2 separate regions of the Mus musculus genome follow, and region 2 is linked to region 1. Evidence: chromatin contacts called from public promoter capture Hi-C data. All regions are on one chromosome and are shown on one strand. The core of a region is the stretch at or near the end of the contact, and the rest is flanking DNA. Distances in the headings are between cores, read along the strand shown.

What was found. Promoter capture Hi-C pulls out the DNA fragments that hold promoters and counts their contacts.
Region 2: a promoter capture Hi-C map of the HPC-7 cell line shows a contact between it and region 1. The contact joins two enhancer-like sites. A contact is called at or near these places in 11 of 39 promoter capture datasets (the 3T3-L1 cell line, the HPC-7 cell line, the SN4741 cell line and 6 more).

What each region holds. Positions count from the first base shown.
Region 1 is chr7:110,907,275-110,912,899 of GRCm38.p6, forward strand. All of the region lies in intron 10 of Mrvi1 (MRV integration site 1), which reads right to left. Among named protein-coding and RNA genes, the nearest start is that of Gm16336, 5.1 kb to the left of the region's middle. Within about 2 kb of position 1,412, at least 29 of the 459 cell types and tissues checked have an H3K27ac peak or open chromatin away from gene starts, as enhancers often do. A contact at or near this core is called in the HPC-7 cell line, where this site is marked.
Region 2 is chr7:111,001,520-111,007,638 of GRCm38.p6, forward strand. No RefSeq gene overlaps it. Among named protein-coding and RNA genes, the nearest start is that of Mrvi1, 22 kb to the left of the region's middle. Within about 2 kb of position 3,127, at least 17 of the 459 cell types and tissues checked have an H3K27ac peak or open chromatin away from gene starts, as enhancers often do. A contact at or near this core is called in the HPC-7 cell line, where this site is marked.

The DNA of each region.
Region 1 (5,625 bases), core at 162-2,661:
GGAGGAGGAACAAAAATAGAAAGGAGAAAAGAAACTAATTAGGGCTACCAGCTCTTATCAAATAGCAGTTCCATGTATATGTGGATACCAGAACCAAATACCCTTTCCCTGAATGCAACTAATTAACAACCAAAAATCATATTATCAATTATATATGTGCCAACAATGATTAAATACAGAAAAATAAAGTACTGAAAATAATAATAATAATGGCTAAAAACAGAATTTCCTAGAAATAAATGGGGTACCCCCACCTTTGATTCCTCTTTCTTCCTCCCTCCAAGAACAGGGGTTTTATTGAGTTTGTTTGCTTTGAGTCAGGGTGCCACTATATTGTCCAAGCCAGCCTTTAGCTTGTACTGGTCCTCTTGTCTCAGCCTCTTGCATTCTGGGATTACAAGCATGCATCTCAACACCTGGCCTAAGAGTGGATTCTGGGGGTGGAGAGTTGGCTCAGTGGTTAAGAGCACTTGTTCTTGCAAAGGAACTGGGTTCAATTCTCAGCACCCATGTGGGGGCTCACCACCTCCTCAAGCATCAGGTGTGCATGTAGTACACAGACACACATGCAGACAAAACACTCATACAAACAAAATATTAAAAAAAAATAAATGTTGACAGGAGGTGATGGTGCATGCCTTTAATACCAGCACTCAGGAGGGATCTCTGAGTTCAATGCCAGTCTAGTCACAGAATGAGTTCTGGGACAGCCAGGGCTACACTGAGAAACCCTGTCTTTTTAAAAACAAAAATGGATTCTGGATAAGGAAGTTTCTAAGAATATAAGAGCACAGAACAAGAAAGAGTAGATAGAATGAGTAGGCAGCCTGCAGAGGAACGTCAGAAAGAAAGTTTCTCTAGAAAGTCCTACACCCTACCACACCAACACTGCCAAGAAGAGAAAGAGAAAGTGCTGCCTGTATTGGCATTTAGCTTTCCCTGCCAAGAAGGAGGAGAGAAGAAAGGAGGAATGAGTATTGGTATTGTATCAGAATTACCTGTATAATATGTAGGAGCTCACCAGAAGGGAAGATTGAAAACAACTAAACAAATAAAGCAAGCTCTTCGGATGTAGCAGGAGCCGTATGGAGAGCTCCAACTTAAGCTCCACACGAACCACGTTAGAGAATAGCACAGTGGCTAAAGTCCTTGATTTCGTCTACCTTTTCTTCCTTTGCCTGGCTGAAGAATGAATGGCTCTTGGTAAGGGGTGGGTCAAGTCTAGACAATAAACATCTGGACAGACTCTTGATACAATTCCATCCTAAACTGGTGCTCCAAATCTCACTAATCCCCAGCTGGAGGAACAGAAATATCTCAATTTGCCATAATAAACTCCAGTTTTGGACTCTGAACAAAGTTATAGAAAAGAAGCAGAAAGCCTACAAATGCTGCTGTTAACAGCTTTGTCTGAACTTCCTCTTTCCTCCCACTCAAGCAGCAAAGAAGTACCCATGAGCACCCAGTCCTCAGTACTGAGAGAAGAAGACAAAGAGATCTCAGATGTGGCAGGAGGGAGTGAATGAAAACCAACCCTCCTCCCCCAACACATTCAAGGAAGGAGGAGATCCCGGTGGAAATGTCCAGTCACAAACAGATGAAATGGAAACCAATGACATGGCAGCTAGACAAAAATACTAGAGTGAAAAGAGGAAGGAAAGACGGAAGGTAGAAAGGAAGGAAGAATGGAAACACAGGAGGCAGATGTACGGATGGACACATAGATGCAGGGAACATAGGGGAAAAAGAAAAACTGCATTTCTGTGCAAAATATATACAGTAACTGCTTAACTCTAGGGGAAATTAGAATCTGAAAAAAATGAGAATAAGAAATCAGGACAAGAAAAGAAGATCACACATAATGGACAAGGATTCTATTTAAGGAAAAAAATTAAAGACCAAGAATGGAATGAATAAGAGATTGAAAAAACAGAACTGGTCAGGTTGTTTTTTAAAAATGAGGACATATAACACGCACAGTTTTACATGAATTAGTAAGGTGGACCAGATAGATTGAATGATCATAAAGAATATAAAGAGGAAAAGAAAGATTGAAGAAGGAAGGTTCTAAGTTGAGTTCTATCGACCCTTTCATTGAACAAATAATATATTCAAAGACATAATAGAAGAAAACTTGTCCTTAGTGGAGGGAAGAGTTGAACTTGGAGGTTAACTATACATCTGAAGCTTTTCTTTCCATTCTTTTGTTTTTCCTTCTTTTGTTTTCTTTTGTTTTGTTTTCTTTTCTTTTCTTCTCAAGGCATGTCTATAAAGAAATGCTACTGTTCTTATTCCTAACAGGAAAGAAAATACACATGCAGGGAATATAAAGGTTAAGGGACACAGTAAATAAGAGGTCTTGGGTATCTCTACAATGCTGAAAACAATTGGGAAACATTTCATAGAAATGAATTAGCCAATAATGTTATAGTTATGCAGGCTATTGATAAATAAGATGTTTTCAAATATGCTAGAACTCAGGACACAGAATACTTCCAGTGCTTCCCAGGAAAACTACTAGATAATGAAGTCCAACTAAATAAAACATAAATCAAAATAAAAATGCTTAAGGATGGTTAGCCACAAGGAGGGAACTGGCAGTAAGCATGAAACCCTTTTATTCGGGTGCACAACTGGACAACTGTGAAAACTGGTTACAAAGTAGAATGGAAATGTTATAACCTTGACCACACACAGAGGAGAATTCATCAGCTAGCCAGTCAGAGGCAAGAAAGCTGGAAGAAATCGCTAGCAAAGAAAATATATAATGAGATGTTCTGCTTTTTCTGTTTAGGGTCTTCAATCTTGGAAAGACTGACTCTCTGGGGCTAGCTCATTACAGGAGACGGGGGGGGGGGGAACTCTCCTTTAAGTACACCTTTGACATCTAAACCAACCCAATCAACCTAGAACCTGTATTTCCAACCCTCTCCTTTAGCCATCTCTCACATACCAAGGCAATATCCATTCTTGCTCCACATCATCAAGTATCCAACAATTAGACTCCTGTCTCCTTTTCAGAGCCCGCTAAAATTACTCAAACTATCTGACTCCGAGGTTCCTAAGGTACCTACTCTGCTCAGCTCACTCCTTGTCATGAAAACCCCAGTAAAGATCCTTCCCACCCACCTTCTACCTCCTAGCTGACCCTGGTGCTTTTCTATCTGGCCCAGAGGGTGTACTGTGCCCCTGTGTTAGGGAATCTGTGAATATAAACTTCTCTCATGACTATTATTTCTGTGTCTTGCCATATGTGACCGACGTTATGCTGGGTTAAGAATTTAGAACAATTGCTCCAAATCAAAGCCAGAAAAATCCACAACTCTAAACCCTTAATATATTTCCTAATACATTGTCAAAACTAATTTCTCCTCTGTGGAGGAAGTAATAGCAGAGATTCAGCAAGTCCTACGGTTTCACTTCACTTCAACTCAAACTCAATTAAATTGTTATGTTCTTATCTTGAAGGGTACATCTAGTCTAATCTCTCTCCTTCCTCCCTATCCTCTTCTGTATTTGTGGAAAGGGGGGTATTTTAGTGCAACAAGGAGGTTTTTAATTTCCTCCAAGGCCAGAGACACCAGTTAGAATACATTTCTTTGCGTCTGTCTTCTCAGGTAAGCATTTTCCCTGTGTGAGACATGAGACTGTGGCCCAGCCTTGAGCTGTGTAGAACCATCCACCTTCCTTGGAAACCTGGTCCAGACTTCCAACGACCCTGTAGACATCACCAACTAGATACAGAGAATAAGAATCATTCCAACGCCACCATTCATAAAACATCAGCCACACATTCCATACTCTTTCTTGTTGGCTGTCTACAGTTGTTCGGCTGAGTCGGGGAAACGGAAGACCAGTTAGGGCTGATAGATTCCCACAGAGCCAAACTCATCCATAGTAGAACCAGGATGTAAAACTGATTCTGTCAAACTGTTGCATCTCAGCTGTGTCCCGTGGGCACTCAATATGTTCAAATCCAGATGCTTGGTCCTCTTCTCAAGGGAGTTCTCCCTACTGAGATCTGAGACCTGGTACTAGCACCATTACCCACAAGGCCACCCATGCAGATTCCTGGTGGTTTTCTGATGCCTTTCTCACCATGTCCCACTCTCCTCACCTCCAAATGGCTTTCAAACTATCCTTCCACAGTCCTGTTATCCCTTGTCCCTCACCAGACCATTTCCTTATTGTTTTACATGGGTGTCTATTTTACAAAGGGATGTCTCCAATGACAGCATTTGGAATGAGGCATTCTCTCAATGGCAGGGCCTGGGCCTTTATAAATTTTGACTATCTCCTATCTCAGGCCAGTTGTTGTAATCTCTTCAGAAGAATTGGGCTGGGATGTAGTTTCCTTTCCTGTAGGCTTCTCTGGCTCACCATGTGCCTTAACTTATTACTTGGCCCTTGAGGTCTTCACCTTCCCCCACCCAATACCACTGCTTCAGCCTCAGGGTCACATAGCCCATCTCCCTGGGTCACACATTACACAGTGGATTCAGCTGAAATTCTGTTTCTGAAGCATGCCAGGCACCAGAGATGTGCTTTTGTCCCCTCTGCTTGCCCTGCCCGGTGTGCCTTTCTCTTCCAGAGCAAAGCTGCCCCCAACCTTCCTTGACTCATCCGCTAAGCTAGCTGCTTCTTCCTCCTTGTTCCCAAGGACCTCTGCTCAGTCGAAGTTGCATTATGATGCATTACGGTGACTCTGTCTGCCCTTGGGTTTCCTCTCACAGAGAATGCAGGTGAGTCCATTCATTCATGAATTATTTCCCTAATTATTGAGTACTTACTATGTCCCAGGCAAGGGGGCTGGAGCCAAAGATAGATGCTCTACTAAGCAAAACTTTCACACAAGTGTCCCTTTCAGAAATTAGTGTTTAAGAGGACAGAGATTAATCAGAGGACATCTACAACAGGAGTTCACTGGGCAAAGAAGAGAGGAGAAAACCCTCTGTGTAGAGGGGAAATTGGGAAATGGAGGATGAAGGAGCTGCAGAAGGAAAGGTAGATGTTGACAGCTGAGAGAGGGTGGTTCTGAGTGATGCTGGGAGGTGAATGGGCCTGGCCACAGAGCCTCGGAGGTGATACTGGGAGGTGATGCTGGGAAGTGAGTGGGGCTAGCCTCAGAGCCTTGGAGGTGATGCTGGGAGGTGAGTGGGCCTGGCCCAGAGCCTCAGAGGTGATGCGGAGAGGTGAGTGGGGATGGCCACAGAGCCTTGGAAATGATACTGGGAGGTGATGCTGGGAGGTGAGTGGGCCTGGCCCAGAGCCTCAGAGGTGATGCTGGGAGGTGAGTGGGCCTGGCCCAGAGCCTTAGAGGTGATGCTGGGAGGTGAGTGAGGCTGGCTGCAGAGCCTCATAGGTGATTCTGGGAGGTGAGTCGGGCTGGCCCAGAGCCTCAGAGGTGATGCTGGGAGGTGAATGGGGCTGTCCCAGAGCCTTATAGGGTTTTCCAAGGTTCCAGTGTTCATCCTGAGAACAGAACGAAGCCTCTGAGACAAAAGTGCACTGCAGAGACTCTGGGTGCTGTGTGAGCTGTCAAGAATGTGGGCCAAAGGTCAAATTGGGAGATGGATGAAACGTTAATGGCTGTTGGGACACAGCCATCTCCTTGATGGTATGGTC
Region 2 (6,119 bases), core at 1,877-4,376, 96 kb after region 1:
ACACCCAAGGGTTCAGCACCAATCCCCAGGGGCCACCAGCCAGGGGTCAGGATGACCAGGACATTGCTATCATATTCACAAACAGACCCCTGACCTGATGAGAGGCAGAAATGACAACTGTCCAAAGGACAGGACACCTGTGTGCACCTGTGAACACACCAAATATTTAAATGTCCCACTCTCACCCCTGTCTCTCAGAGTAGAGCTTCCCCAAATGTGGTTTTCCTTGGGGAGCAACCAATACATTAGGATCCAGCTAATGGCATAAAGATAGACTGAGGGGCCGGGGTGTAGCTCAGGTGGTAGAGTGATCATCTCGCATGCATGGAGTTCTGGTTCAATACTCTATACAGCCTAAGTTGAGCATGGTGGCCTGCTGGCCCAGAGGTCCCACATGGACACCTGGCTTACATGTGGCCTGCATGACCCTTGAACGCTACCTCATCCTTCTCACCTTCTCTGTTGCCACTGTTTGGGCTAAGAGAAAACAGAGAAGAACAAAAGAGCCTTTTTCCAGACTCAGCTTCCTCCACACATGAGCTGTTCGTCCTAGGGTGTGACTAGCATAACGCTCAACAGAAGGGCTCCCCAAGGGGTTCCACAAAAGTCCTTGCAGTAACCAAGGCCTTAGTAAAACTTCTGAGAGTGTTAATTACAGTTACGAATTGTGCTGTTACCCCACAATTCACATGCATAAGTCCTGGTCCCCAGTACCTCAGAGTGTGACCTTATTTGGGAATAAGGTTGTTGCAGTTGCAGATGTAATTAGTTAAGATGAGATCATTAGAGTGGGCCCTAGTCCAATATGACTATTAGTTTAAAAAAGAAAAGGATATTTGGGCACTGAGAGTCCCTCACAAGGAGTGCAACACCTCAAAGAGAGACAGAAAAAGAAGCCGTCTGAATCAGGGCCTTCCCTCAGAAGGAGCCAACCCCAGAATGCTTTCATTGCAGCCAGTGGAGCCATGAGATAATGAATTTCTGCTATTTAAGCTGGTCAGCCTGTGGCAATTTGTTACAGTAATCTTAGCAAACTAGTGCTACATTAGATGTTTTTCTAACTGTAAATCAGACTTATCGATGTTAGTTAGCTTTATGTTTATCTTTACATTAACCCAAAGAATTTGGGTACTTTTATTTATTCTGCTTATCCAAACGAGGACTCCAAAGTTCTTCTGAAAGGTTAAGAAGTATCTGAGGCAAAGGTTGCTGAGTCACTCATTATTGAACTCTGCTGCCTGTCTCTGGAGCCCTGTTCTTTGCTCTTTGTCACACACTGCTGTTATGGAAGAGATTCCTTGTGAGTAATCTCATGTGTCTTAAAGCTCACAACCTTAATCTAGCTCCAGATCTGAGGGCAACTGCACTCACATGTGCACGCACACACACACACACACACATGTGTGCGCGCACACACACTCCACAGCCTTCATGTAGACATGCTCAAACACTGTTACTGTCAGCACAAACAGGCTTCCTGCTCATGCTGATGAGAACACATACGGCTCCAAGCTGGTCACACAAGAGCTGGGTCAGCCAGCATATCAGTAAGGGACGGCAGTGGAGGCCAGGCTGCCAATGGGAGTCAGGAAGACGAAGCAAGCAAGCATAGCAGGCTTGTGTCGTGGGATCAAAGCCAGAGTAAGCATAATTGGGATAAAAAAGAGGAAAGTAAAGGCTAGGAAGGCGTGGCAAGAGCAATGTTACCTGCACAGATGAGGCAGGCTAGGAAAAGCATGTAAAATGATACCCCACCCCTAAATAAAGGAGGCTTGGAGAGTTTTATCTTGAACCTACAAATATTTATGTGGGGTACTATGGAGTCTGGCACATTCCTGAGCATGTTTAAGATATGTGCTCAGTTCAAGGTCATAACCCAAAAAGGAAAATGAGAGATGAGAACACCCTCCGGGGATTCTTCACTTATGTCAGAAAGATAACAGTCACCTTGGTGCCTGCATTACTTAGCTGCTAACAGTAAACCAGTGTTTATGGGCCTGGTAGGTAGGTCTAAGCTGTACAGAGTGAGCTGGGTACAAGAAGAAGGCCATAAGAATCCAGAGTGGGCTGGGCATGGTGGCGCACGCCTTTAATCCCAGCACTCGGGAGGCAGAGGCAAGCGGATTTCTGGGTTTGAGGCCAGCCTGGTCTACAAAGTGAGCTCCAGGACAGCCAGGGCTATACAGAGAAACCCTGTCTCGAAAAAACCAAAAAACAAAACAAAACAAAAAAAGAATCCAGAGTGGGAAATCTTTTAAAAGATGGGGGGAGGGGGAGGAAGAATCCAAGGTGGGCAGAAAACACATCAGCAGTTGGGTAGAATGGAGCATAGATGTGAGGGGCTAAAGGGGATGCAGAAATGGAGCATCCAGGACTCAGGAGGGCAAAAAACTGCAATTCAATGAAAGGATGGTTTTAGGGCTGGCCAGAAGTTCACGTGAGGAGCATCCCTCAAGGAGGATGATGCCCCGGGTCAGAAGTCACTGGTCTCAGGGGCCGACCTTCTTGGAGCTTAGTTGGGTGGGAATAAAGTGTAGTCAAAAGGGAAATAACTCCCTTTACAAATGAACAGAATGGAGGATGACTGTGCCCAGTGATCCCCCAAAAGTCACATAATGAGCTTACATTCATGCATCCTTGGTTCAAGTTTAAGTTCAGCATCTTGCCAAAACACAACCCCTTCCTTTTTCTTCTGATTCCAGGCCAGGGAGCATACTGACAAGTCCAGAGGATGTGCCCCCAGTCACTTCCTGGGGGAGGGGGTGTTCTAGCTGCTATCAGCTGGCCACAATTGCTTCCCTGTGTGTCTGTGGGCTCAGATATGGGCTTATGGGCTCACTAGATGGGGCCAGGCCAGCCTGCAGAAAGCTGGCAGCTCAGAACACATTCCTCCTCTGGGCTCTGCACATCTATCTTGCCAACACACTGGCATTTTCTCCAGTGTGTGTGCCTGCTTTGGATGGGCATGAGTAAACACTCTAAGTGTTAAATAGTCTAACATACATGTACAATATGAAAATAAATTTTCTAGAATAAGGCAAAATTTATGAACCTCATTTTAAGCCACGCCTATAGCAGAGAAGAAAACCACATTAGAAAACACATTGGCTATCTAAGTCTGGTAAATAATGGCTCCCTGGAACATGATGTTGAGACTCTAAGGTAGCCTTTAGATAACGGCCATTCTTGAAACCAGTGTGGAAGTTCCTCAGAAAATTGAAAATAGGATTACCATGTGACCCAGCTAACTCCTGAGCAAATGCCCAAAGTGAGAGAGATGTGGAAGGCAATCTTGTGAAGGGATAACTTGGATGGAGAACGAGGCACCACAGGCTCCTGCGACTCCTCAAAGAGTCCTGATCTGAGGAGTACAGGGCATTAGATCTAAGATGGCTCCTAACATACCCATGAGACAGCAAGAAGGAACGAGGCAGGGTGGTGGCTGCTTCCCCATCTTCACCAAGTTCTAATAAGTGATGATATGTGTGTGTGTGTGTGTGTGTGTGTGTGTGTGTGTGTGTGTGTGTCCCCTGCTCCTTCTGAGTAACCTCATCAGGCAGGGCTTTCATTGGGGCATGGTGACAGTGTGGCGAGATACAACTGGCCGAGGATTTAGCGGCTTGGCATTGCCTCAAACACTGGATATAAGCTTATGTGCTGGACAATAAATGCAGATCTGCACCCAGATGCTGGTCTCTGGAGTCTGATTTCCCTGGATTCATCACATGACTTCATCATCTCTCATCCCCCCCCCCATCCTCCATCCTGTTCCCACACCAAAGGACTCTAGATCATACTGTACAGATATGTGCACATCCATATTTCTTACTGCTCTATTCACAACAGCGAGGAAATGGAATCAGTCTAGCTGTTCATCAAAAGATGAATGTGTAATGAAAACGTGGTACACATATGCACACAGGATTATTCAGCTGAAGAAAAGAAAAAAAAAGTATCACTTGCAGGAAAATGGATGAAATTGGAAATCATATTGTGTCAAAAAATATCCAGAAGGATAATGTCACATACTTCTCTCATACATGGAACCTAAGCTCCCTGGGTACATACATGTATACACATATGACATAACAAGATCTGTGGGGTGGGAAGGAAGCAGGATAAGGACAGGAGAGGATAGTGGGTGAATGTGGTCACAGTTCAGGATATTTTGAACAAAATGTTATGAAGCCATGACTTTGTACAATGAATATTCACCAATGAAAGACTTAAAAGTCATGAGCTGAGGAGCCTGCTCAGTCTGGTAAAAGTGCCCGTGGTGCCAGGTCTGCGATGCTGACCTTAGAAGTAGGGTATGGTGGCATCAGAAATTCAAGACCAGCCTCAACTCTACAGAGTACATGAAACCCTGTCTGGAAAACAAACAACAGCAATGACAAGATGGAAGATAAACAGTAAAACCCCGTCACAAAGCCGAGGCTCCACTTCTGTCCCTGAACTATACTCAACATGAAATGCAGGCAGGCACTCCTTTAGACTCAGTGCCTCCCCCTCTTACACGCGTTCTCACGACCGGCCAGGAAGAACACAACAAACCAGAATCTTCTGCGGCAAAACTTTATTGCTTACATCTTCAGGAGTAAGAGTGCAAGCCCCCCTTTGCTTACATCTTTAGGAGCCAGAGGGCCAGAGCGCCAGAGCGCCAGAGCGCAGAGCAAGAGCTCTATTGTTTACATCTTTTAGGAGCCAGAGAGCAAGCCCAAAGCCCAAAGCGAAAGCGAAACCCCTTCCCTCTTAAGGAGAGTTATCCTTCGCCTAGGACGTATCACTCCCTGATTGGCTGCAGCCCATGGCCGAGTTGTAGTCACGGGGAAGGCAGAGTACATGGGGTGGAGAACTACCTTTGGCACATGCGCAGATTATTTGTTTACCACTTAGAACACAGCTGTCAGCGCCATCTTGTAACGGCGAATGTGGGGGCGGCTTCCCACAGTTCCCCCTTTTCTATTAATAAAAGCAATAGGCCACCCATATTAATGAGAGTGGAGATAGAGGTCAAATCCCCAGTGTGCAGGTAAAGGAGCCGTACACATAACCTCCTTCCAGGCTCATCACCTAGAGGGGTCCTGGTCTGGTCCCGTGTTGTTTTTCCTGGAGGAAGGACACTTGAACACTCAACCTTCTTGAAAAATGACATGTCTCCCTAGAATAGGCTCATATATGCCGCAGAGCCCTTCTACTGCAGTGCTTAGCCGTGCAACTCTCTCGGGCTGCTGAAGCACACTCACTCTATCCCGTGCAATGAGACTAGCCTCGTGGGGTGCAAGAGCTGAATGGCCAGCGACCTATTGCTTAAGCATAGATATATCAGGGGAAGCACCATGTTCTAGAGCTGCAAGCGCCTGGGCAATAACCACCTTGTCTCTCCTAGTTTGGGCCTTAAGCTTACAGACCAACCAAAGAAGCAACACTAATCCACAGCAAAGTGTATCTCCAAATAATATCAATCCCACCCATTCTTTAAAGAAGGAAAATGCTAAGGAGATCCAATTGGGTAATCCTTTGGTCAGGGACAGGTCCAAGCGCGTGGAGTTGACCTGAAGTCTCAATTCCCGAAGGATCTGTTCAAATTCAGCCGTCCAATTCTGTAACATATACTGAGAAAGACTTTTTGACAAATTAGCTGCCCTAGTAAATTTCTCATACTGAATGGAAGTAACACACAATCCCGGAAACTTTTGTTCACATCCCAGCTGAGCTATTTGCCATAATACATCTAGTTGTTTCTGGACAAGATCTATGAGTTGATTAACCAGCATGAGACCACCCTGTATCATGACATTAGCTGAGGCCTGTTTATCTATGACTGTAGTCACTGAGGCTGACAAAGTGTTAATGGTGTCAGTCGTCTGGACCTGTCCAGACAGAGCCAAGGCTGTCTGAATCAAGGCCAAACCCAGTTCCTAGTTAGTGGTAAAAAAGCAGGGGAATACTTGAGCATTATACATCACCGGCATTGGGAGTGGAAATGTCGACATTATCCCCCAACGCTGCTCTCTCTTTATTATTGACGCCCTGGACATCACCAAGACGAGGGACATCAGTATTCCCTTGGTCAGTCTGGATTTTTCGGGTGAGTCTTTCTGGTATCCAAAATGGGT